Regions from separate parts of the Gossypium hirsutum genome. Here region 1 is linked to region 2. Evidence: chromatin contacts called from public Hi-C data. All regions are on one chromosome and are shown on one strand. The core of a region is the stretch at or near the end of the contact, and the rest is flanking DNA. Distances in the headings are between cores, read along the strand shown.

The links. A called contact is a pair of places that touch in the nucleus more often than the background predicts.
Region 1: a contact with region 2 is called in a Hi-C map of leaf, with 1.8 times the contacts expected there. The contact joins the promoter of LOC107893142 here to the promoter of LOC107893131 in region 2. A contact is called at or near these places in 2 of 34 Hi-C or Micro-C datasets (both in leaf).

The regions. Positions count from the first base shown.
Region 1 is chrA13:101,895,085-101,899,619 of Gossypium_hirsutum_v2.1, reverse strand. It overlaps LOC107893142 (probable inactive leucine-rich repeat receptor-like protein kinase At3g03770), which reads left to right and starts at 1,769. Exons shown (of 9, transcript XM_016818062.2): 1 at 1,769-2,726; 2 at 2,981-4,456. The coding sequence starts at 3,082.
Region 2 is chrA13:101,738,893-101,743,363 of Gossypium_hirsutum_v2.1, reverse strand. LOC107893131 (transcription factor IIIB 90 kDa subunit) reads left to right here and starts at 2,852. Exons shown (of 19, transcript XM_016818052.2): 1 at 2,852-3,360; 2 at 3,456-3,537; 3 at 3,915-3,987; 4 at 4,256-4,344; 5 at 4,439-4,471. The coding sequence starts at 3,299.

The DNA.
Region 1 (4,535 bases), core at 520-3,019, 160 kb before region 2:
TTCCGGTTCGTCTTCTTTTCTCCCTAAACAAAATAAACCACTCTAAACCCTAAAACTTATACCCTGTTAATCGATTATTGAACCGATTTCTAACCCCAAATCAATTTTCAATTTAGTTTAAAACCTAAAAACCCCAAATCCCGATCAAAATTTCCCAAATAGATTTTCGTTCCCCCCCAAAATCCCCCTAGAGCTAATCTGTTTCTAACCCTAAAACATTAACCCATTAACCCTTCAATTTTTTTCCCTAAACCCGTCCCAAACCCATCAGCCGTCGCCAACGTGGCAAGTTAACTTGCCACATCAGCGGTTAACTTGCCACATCAACAATCCCGTTAATACCCTAACGGTAACTGTTAGTTAGTAACTGTTTTGTCACTTTTTTATAACGTTAGTGACCGTTTTGTTACTTTTTGAAAGTTAAGTGACTGAAATGAAACCTAGGTGATTGTTTTGTCATTTACCCCAAAGTTTGGTGATTGTTGGTGTAATTTACCCTTCAAATTATTTTGTTAAACTTATTGGTGCAATATTTTGAAATTTAAAAAAAAAATTTGCTTGATAGTCATGTAATAAAAAAAATTACAGTTGTAATAATATTGAATTTAACAAAAGAAATTTAGCAGTGTTCACAATTAAACTTAAATTTTGAAATATGGAAAATAAATAAACTAAATACCTTGAACTAAAACTAGAGGGACTAAATTCTAAATCTATAAAGAGTACATGTGCTTAAACCTTTCATAAATCACTTGAAAAAAAACTATGTCATTTTAATTAATGAATTTGACGATCATTGTTTGAGTCAAAATTGAAACTTCAAATTTGAAAAAAAAATATAAAAATTAAAAATGATCAAATTCTCTTTCAAAAAGAAATGAATCAAATTGGGGAATAGACATTAAGTACACAACTAGTGCATTTTATGAGACTAATAGTAGAATTTAAAATTTCAAAATTTAAAAAAAAAAATTAAAGAACTAAAATTAGCCAAATTAAAATATAAAAGTTTTATGTCAATTGAATCTTAGCTCGATTAGCATGAGCATTGTTGCCAATACAGAAAGAAGTGAGTTTGAATATGCTGAAATACATTATCCTCCTAGTTATGGGTTGGATATTAACATGCACATTATGACTAATGCAGGAGTAATTGGATTCGAGTGCACGGAAGTACATTATTCACTTATTTATAGGTAAGGAGGGATTATACTTAATTCTAAGTATTATATAAAAAAGAGTATATTTATGGGTTGAAAAGGGTATCCTTAATTCTAAGAATTAAAACCTATAATAATATTATTAAAAAAATATATAATAACTCTATGAAAACAAAATTAGACATTTTTACTTTTCTGCTTCTGTTGAAGTTTTAATATTGAAAAAATGAAAATTATTTTACAACAACAACTATATTTAAAAAAAGAAAGAAAAAAGAATATAATAATAAAAAGAATAAACATGAGTAGAAGATATTTAAAACATTTTAAAATACAATACGATCCGACATAAGCCATTGCAAATGGGTATACACCATACTACCGACAAAGTCCAAGCTGCAGTGACGAAGCAGCTGAGAGAGAAAAAAACAAAAATGAAAAAATGAAAAGAAAGGCGCCAAAGTTAACAGGCTGAAACATGGAAAAGAAGTGGGACCAATGGCTCAAAATACATGATAGGACACCATTGAAACCCAAACTTCACCCCCCACCCTGACAGCGAAACCTTACATTACATTACATGTTAGTGCTAATCTGCTGGTTAACGTGTTTTTGTTTAAGACATAATTCCTTTAATTAATTATCCAACAACTTTGATTAACTCGAAACTTGTTTGCATGGCAATTCTGAGTTGTGGGGAATAAAGGGTTTGTTTTTCTTTTCTTTTTTTCTCTATCTTTTTGTAGGATTTACTTTTGTTTTCCTTTTTCCTTTTTTGTTTTGAGTCCAGCTATGGCTTCTCTTTAGACCCTTTGAGGGGAAGGAACAAAAACAAGGCTTTTGAAAGAGTATGAAGCTTGTTTGTGAAAATTTCCCAAGTTGGTGTCTTTTAGTTTTTTTCCTTGAAAAAAGAAAATTTGAAATGTCGGTTCCTAGGATTTACAGGTTAGGCTTGGCGTGAAAATTTTGGCTGTTTGCGAAGTTTCTTTTGAACCCGTGTTACTCTCTTGTCTTTGCTTGAAACTGACACAGGTTTTGGAAAACAAGAAATTCTCTAAAATGTGTCAAATAGGATCCACAGGCCCCTGAGTGACTGTTTGGCTGATATTTGTTAAAGTTTTTTTTGGGGTTTTCTTCCTTTGTTTTATTGTGTGGTCAAGGAAGAGTTTTGAGGGTGTACAGTTTTGAAATATTAAAAAATAATAAGCAAAGTGAAGTGGGATTTTGGTTGGGTTGAGTGTGGTTGAACAGGTGAAGTGTGAAATGCAAGTGAAAGTCCATATTCTGAATTTGATTTAAGTTTACTTTGAGAAGTTAAGTTATATTCTGGGGAGCATTCTTTTAGGGATTTTGGCTTGGAATTTCTTCATTTTGAAGTCATAATTATTAATTCTTAAATTGGTCTTTGTGAATAGTTTAAAACTCTCAAGTGCTCTCCTCCACCAGGCAATTTCTGCTCTAAATATATCTTCACCTACCTATTGAGGAGTTTTAGAAGAAAGAGATGCTGTTTTTGCAAGGCACCACCAGTTGAGCAGGATTCTGTTCAGTCTTCTCTCTCAAGGGGTACTCCTTTTATAATCTCTGAAACTAAGTTATAGTACTTAAAATACCACTACATTAAACATGTTTATACAAATAAATTTGAACAAGTTAGTCCTCCAGAAATAATCAGTTTTTTATGGACTAGATTATGTTGGAAGTGTTTTACTGCTGAATATCTCTACTAGAAGGATAATTTTCTGCTAGACTTCAAATCCCAGTTTTTTTTTTTGAGGTCATTTCATTTCCCAATGTTACGATTGTGATACTGTTTGCAGAGCTTCCTCCATGTGAGCTTCAGTGACTGATGGTTACAAGCTACAACTATTTTGAATTGATGTTATCTCTGCAACTGATGCTGATTTTCTAGTGTCCTTGAATGCTCAGTGCTTTTCCCTTAGTGTTGGTTCTATATATACTTCCCATGGCTAAAGGATTCAAGTATCAGGCATTCGTGGTTCTCGGCATAATTTTGCTCTTAATCGATCAATCAGAGCAACTACAATCCTCCCAGACTCATACCCTTTTAAGACTTCAGCTGCTTTTGAATTATCCTGATGTTTTAAGTAGCTGGAATAATTCGGTCGACTTCTGCAATGCCGAACCTACCTCCCAAGTAACCGTTGTATGCTACGAAGAAAGCATAACTCAGTTGCATGTAATTGGAAACGATGGAACTCCTTCGTTACCTAGTAACTTTTCCATGGATTCCTTTGTCACAACACTTGTTAAGCTTCCTGATTTGAGAGTCCTTACATTGGTCTCTCTAGGTTTATGGGGGCCGTTGCCTGGTAAAATTGCGCGTTTGTCATCATTAGAAATACTTAATATGACTTCAAATTTACTATATGGAACCATCCCTCATGAGCTTTCCGATGTAACTACGCTCCAGACACTCATACTTGATGATAACATGTTCTCAGGTTGGCTACCTGAATGGCTAGGTTCGTTTCCGGTTTTGGCTGTTCTGAGTTTGAGGAATAATTCATTCAATGGCTCTTTGCCTGATTCTTTTAGCATTTTGGAGAATCTCAGAGTCCTTGCTCTTTCACATAATCACTTCCAAGGGGAACTGCCTGATCTTAGCAGTTTGACAAATCTTCAAGAGCTTGATCTCGAAGATAATGCTTTTGGACCTCAGTTTCCTCGGCTTGGCAACAAGTTGATTCGCCTTGTACTGGGAAAGAACAGGTTCAGATCTGCCATTCCTACTGAACTGAACTCATTTTACCAACTTCAATGGCTGGACCTGTCATTCAATCGATTTGTTGGGCCATTTCCTTCGTCATTGTTATCCCTACCTTCCATTACCTACTTGAATATTGCAGACAACAAACTCACCGGGATGCTATTTGAGAATACTAGTTGCAATGTGGAACTCAAGTTTGCGGATTTGTCCTCGAACCTTTTGACTGGACTCTTGCCCAGTTGTCTTTCAGATTCTAAAGACAGAGTTTTCCTGTATGCACAGAATTGCCTCGCAACCGGAAAAGAAAACCAACATCCACTTCCCTTCTGTCGAAATGAAGCCTTAGCTGTGGGAATCTTACCTCATAGTAAGAAGTCCAAACCTTCAAAATTTGCTCTTGCATTCGGCATAACTGGAGGAATCATTGGTGGAATAGTGCTTCTGGGTCTCATTTTCATATTTGTTAGGAGATTGAATGCATATAAGACAATCAATAAACCTACTACAAGATTGATTTCCGAGAAAGCATCAATTGCATACACATCCAAGTTATTATCCGATGCAAGTAAGACTTCTCTCGGTCTCTTTTTCTCTAGTTACCTACAACAATTCCAATCTAATAATATAATTTGTGGCTACTTGAA
Region 2 (4,471 bases), core at 1,603-4,102:
TGATGAGAGTGATGACTATAAACGATATTTAAATGAATCTAGCACTATGAGTGGAAAGTCACAATTGGACATTTATTTGGAAGAACCGGCGCTTGAGTTGAATAGTCAAATAGATGTTTTGGATTATTGGAGCAAAAGTTCAGTTCGATATAATGAGCTTTCATTATTGGCTCGTGATCTTTTGGCAATTCCAATATCGACTGTAGCTTCCGAATCGGCTTTTAGCATGGGTAAGAAAGTTATCACACCTTTGAGGAGTTCACTTAAGCCAAAAACGGTTCAAGCCGTTGTTTGCTTGGATGATTGGATGCGAGCTAAGGGATTTTCAACAGGTAATTATTACTCTCGTTTTATTGTTGTAATTTTATATTATTTTTTATCAATTTGATTATCTAATTATTTATTTTTATTTCATGTTAGAAATTAGTTGCAAGAATGATGATGACGATGAAGACGATGAGGACGATGAGGATGATGAGGATGATGTTTCTTCAATTGCTTTTTAGGTTATCTTTCTTTCTAATTGTTGATAATTTAATTTAGCTTATAATTTATAGTTTGTTATAAAATTAAATATATTGATTGGTTAATGTGTAGATATTCTGGTTGGTTGATTATATTTTGCAGGTTTTTGGTGTTGTTTTGGTGTTGTTGGTGATGCTGTTCTCACTGCTGCTGTTTAGTGCTGTTTTTTTTGTGCTGTTTCGGAGCTGTTTTGGAGCTGTTTTGATGCTATTTTGGTGCTATTTTAGTGCTACTTTTGTGGTGTTTTATTGTTCTTTTGCAGCTATTTATTATGTTATCTGTTGTCGTTTTTAATATTATTTCGATGTTGTAAAACTTTTATTTTATTATTAATTTGGTTATTATTTTAGTTCTAATTTGTTTCAATTTTAATATGACCACTTTTTTATTCTATTTCTAATTTGTATATTGTTTTAAGAAGGCCACCAACAGCCCACTTAAGGAATGATTAGTTTGCGTCAATTGCGTGTATTTGTTATGTGCGGCATGTTTAAGCATTGACTTATAAAACTCGATTTGTTTAACTTATAATAATTAAAACAAGTTAAATTCACTAATTTGCTATCAAGTATACTTGTTTCTCTTTCATTTTGATATTTAAAATATTTTATTTATTTATTTTTTATCATCATTAAAAGAAAACTGGTAATTGTTTTAGGTAATTTAGACAAGAAACACACGCTACATATCATTCTTTTAGCACATGTGTATATAATTTTTTTTATAAAATATATATTGTTCTAAATTAGCTAAAAAACAATTTTAAAACATTATAAAAAAGAAAAAATAAATAATATAAATAATTAAGATACGTTTTAAAAGTTTATAAAAATAGGGATAAATGTATAAAAATAAAATATATCATATGTAAAATATCTAAAAATATAAAAAAATTATCAAATAAACAAGTCTCATTTTTTATTTGTTTTTTGTTTTAATATTTTTAAATGAATTTGATTTATTATATTTTTAAAATTTTTATTTAATGAAATAAGAAAAAAAAATTAATATTGGTCGGGCCGGGCCGGGCTCGGGCCTATCAATTTTGTTTCGGGCCGGGCTTGGACAATTTTTCATGCCCATATTTCGGGCCGGGCCTGGCCCGGGCCTAGAAAACTGGCCGAAATTTTTTATGGGCCCGGCCCGGCCCATGCACACCTCTAATTTAAAGCAATGAGAAACTAACACATGTCGTACTACATGGATAAGTTTGATGATGTGGTATGTATTTTAAAAAATTATTATAAAATTTTAAAAATAATTTTTTTGGTCTAAATTCATTTTGAACATAAAGGTGTTAATAATTCACTTTGTTTTCACTAAAAACAATTATGGTGTTATTAGTTTTAGTTTTTTTTTTCTTGATGGTTATGTACATCACCAATGCAAAAGAGTTTTTTTGAGGATTTCTAACATTGTCATCGCTGTTGGGAAAAGATTTACGTATATCAAGAATGATGGAAGTGAAGAGTTCCATAAGCTAAGAAATTTACTAGAATTTGCAGAAATTAGAGAACAACAGTTGGACAAAATTTCCACCAGGAACCCTTGAAAACTTCACTACTAAAGTCTATGGAGGTCTTACATAGCCCGCATTCAACAACAATGGTTGTATGATGTTTCATACAGATTGCAGGGATGGGCAATTACTAATGAGATAAGAGGGGTACACCGCCATATCTCTTTATCTTCAACTTGGGCCACAACAATATCTCCACAACCATCTCTCAAGATATCGGGAAATTGAAGGGTCTTGGCATTCTTGATCCTTCGTACAACTGGTTGGAGAAGAAGGGTGAGTACATAAGGTCTGGAAGCTGAGAAGAGGGATCCATTTTCTTCAAGTCTTCAATGGCTTTGTTTTAGGGTTAAAAAGGAGATTTTAGGGCTAGTATACTATTCGGCTTATGACAATTTTGTTAAATAAAATTAATGAAAATTATGTGTCAATCATCTAGAAATTAGATGGCAAATTAAAATTCGCACATAAAATCCACTGTTAATGACTTAACAATCAGTGACAATCAAAAATCAAATAATTCAATCTCATTCTATAATATTTTATAAGTAAGTCATCAAAAACAGAAATAATAGCTATATTATTATGTAAAGTTGATTTTAATTACTCTAAATAATTTTTTATGTATTAAAAAAGTATTAAAAGCATGATACTATTTAAATTTACTTTAAATTATTAAACTCTAAATGCTAACTGATTTACATGAAAAAACCATCTAAAAATAAATCCATGTATATTACTACTTAACTGATTTAATGAAATTACTAGTTATCTCATATATATAAGGCGCGCAAAATTGTTACCTCCGTTTATGATAACGGTAAAACTGAGGGTTAGAGAAACACGTGCGCCGTGTTTTCTGCTCCGAAATTCCGAAAAATCTAAAGCTCACCTTGGAGTAGTGTCCTAATTTATCTAATTTCAGTAATTTTTTGGTTAAATTACTTAGTCTCTCTCCCCCTAAACCCTAACGTCATCTCTTAACTGTTCCTTTCCCCAACCCCTCCCAACTCAGTGACTCAGTCACTCTCTCCTCTCCTTCTCAATCTCCGATCTTTTCTTTTGGCCTTTTCTTCTTAAATTTCTTCTTCCAATTATTATTATAGCTCTCTTTTGGTCTAAATTAGTTTGTATAATTGTATAATTAATAACGCTCTTTTGAAAAATTCATACTTTTTCTCTTTGGTTGATGAGAAAAAGGAAGGAAAGGAAATAAAATAGCACTATATTTATTTATTTTAAATTCTGCGGAGGATGGTTTACTGTAATAATTGTTCCAGAAACGTTTCTGGAGAACGCCTTGATGAAGGTCTTTTGTAAGTGATTTTCTTGCTCATAAACAATGTTGGCTTGTTTTTTTTTTTGAGAAAATTTCAGTTTCCTTTTTCATTATTATTGATTTATACTGTAGGTCGTGTTCTTTTTGCGGGAAGGTGTTGGAAGAATACAATTTTGCAACCGAACCTCAATTCGTTAAAGATTCAGCTGGCCAGGTAATGTTTCTTTCTTTATATGTAATTTTTAATTTTGAAACTATGTAATACTAAATTCTAGTGGAATTGTTGTGATTTAGGATTAAGCTAGTTGATATGTATTGTTTCCTAAATTTTGTGCAAAATTGATTGTTGTTGGCATAGACAATTACGTCTTGCTAGCTATTTGTGGTTTCCTAACTATACGATTAAACAAAAGATGAAATTGGTCACTAATCTCATTGTGTCGGATGTATTTTAATTGACTGAAGTGCGCTGAATTGGGGAGTTCAAGTTTTGCTTCCCTTTGTTTAGTTTGTTGATAACTTGATCTTTGCTTTCATGTTTCTGACTCACATTTCTATTAATTTCTATTGCTCATTTCGCTTTGTTTCCAGAGCAAACTGTCCGGAAATTTTGTAAGGTCTGTTCAAGCTATTTCAGATTCACGTAGGCGTACTTTGGATTATGGTATGCTTTGTTAAGTTGCATCTATGCTATGCAAGAAGCTTTATGTTTCTGGCTTTTGATAAAGGATTATTGATACATTTCATCAAATTTGCTCTTTCTGGGTGTTCTGATTTCAAAACTTTTTGACGTCTTTATTGCAGGCTCAAATATTCTTTTATGTGTTATTTCAGTTTGTTGTTATGGTTAAATAATGTGTTAGCATTACAGTGCTTATTACAATGTGACTTATAAATATCTTGTTGTTTGTTTTAATTTCATGGTGATACAGCTTCTGAGCAAATGAGTGGCATGAAGAATGCATTACAAATTGATGATTATAGTGATGATGTTGTTCATACTGCTAGACGCTTTTATGAAGTATGTCTTGTTCTGCCTAACTTTCATTCCAATGCTTGCCGTTTTTGTTTTTTCCCCCTCAATATTTTAAGCTATTTTTATCTGTATTGTGAAGATCGGCCTTGAGCGGAATTTCACTAGGGGGCGC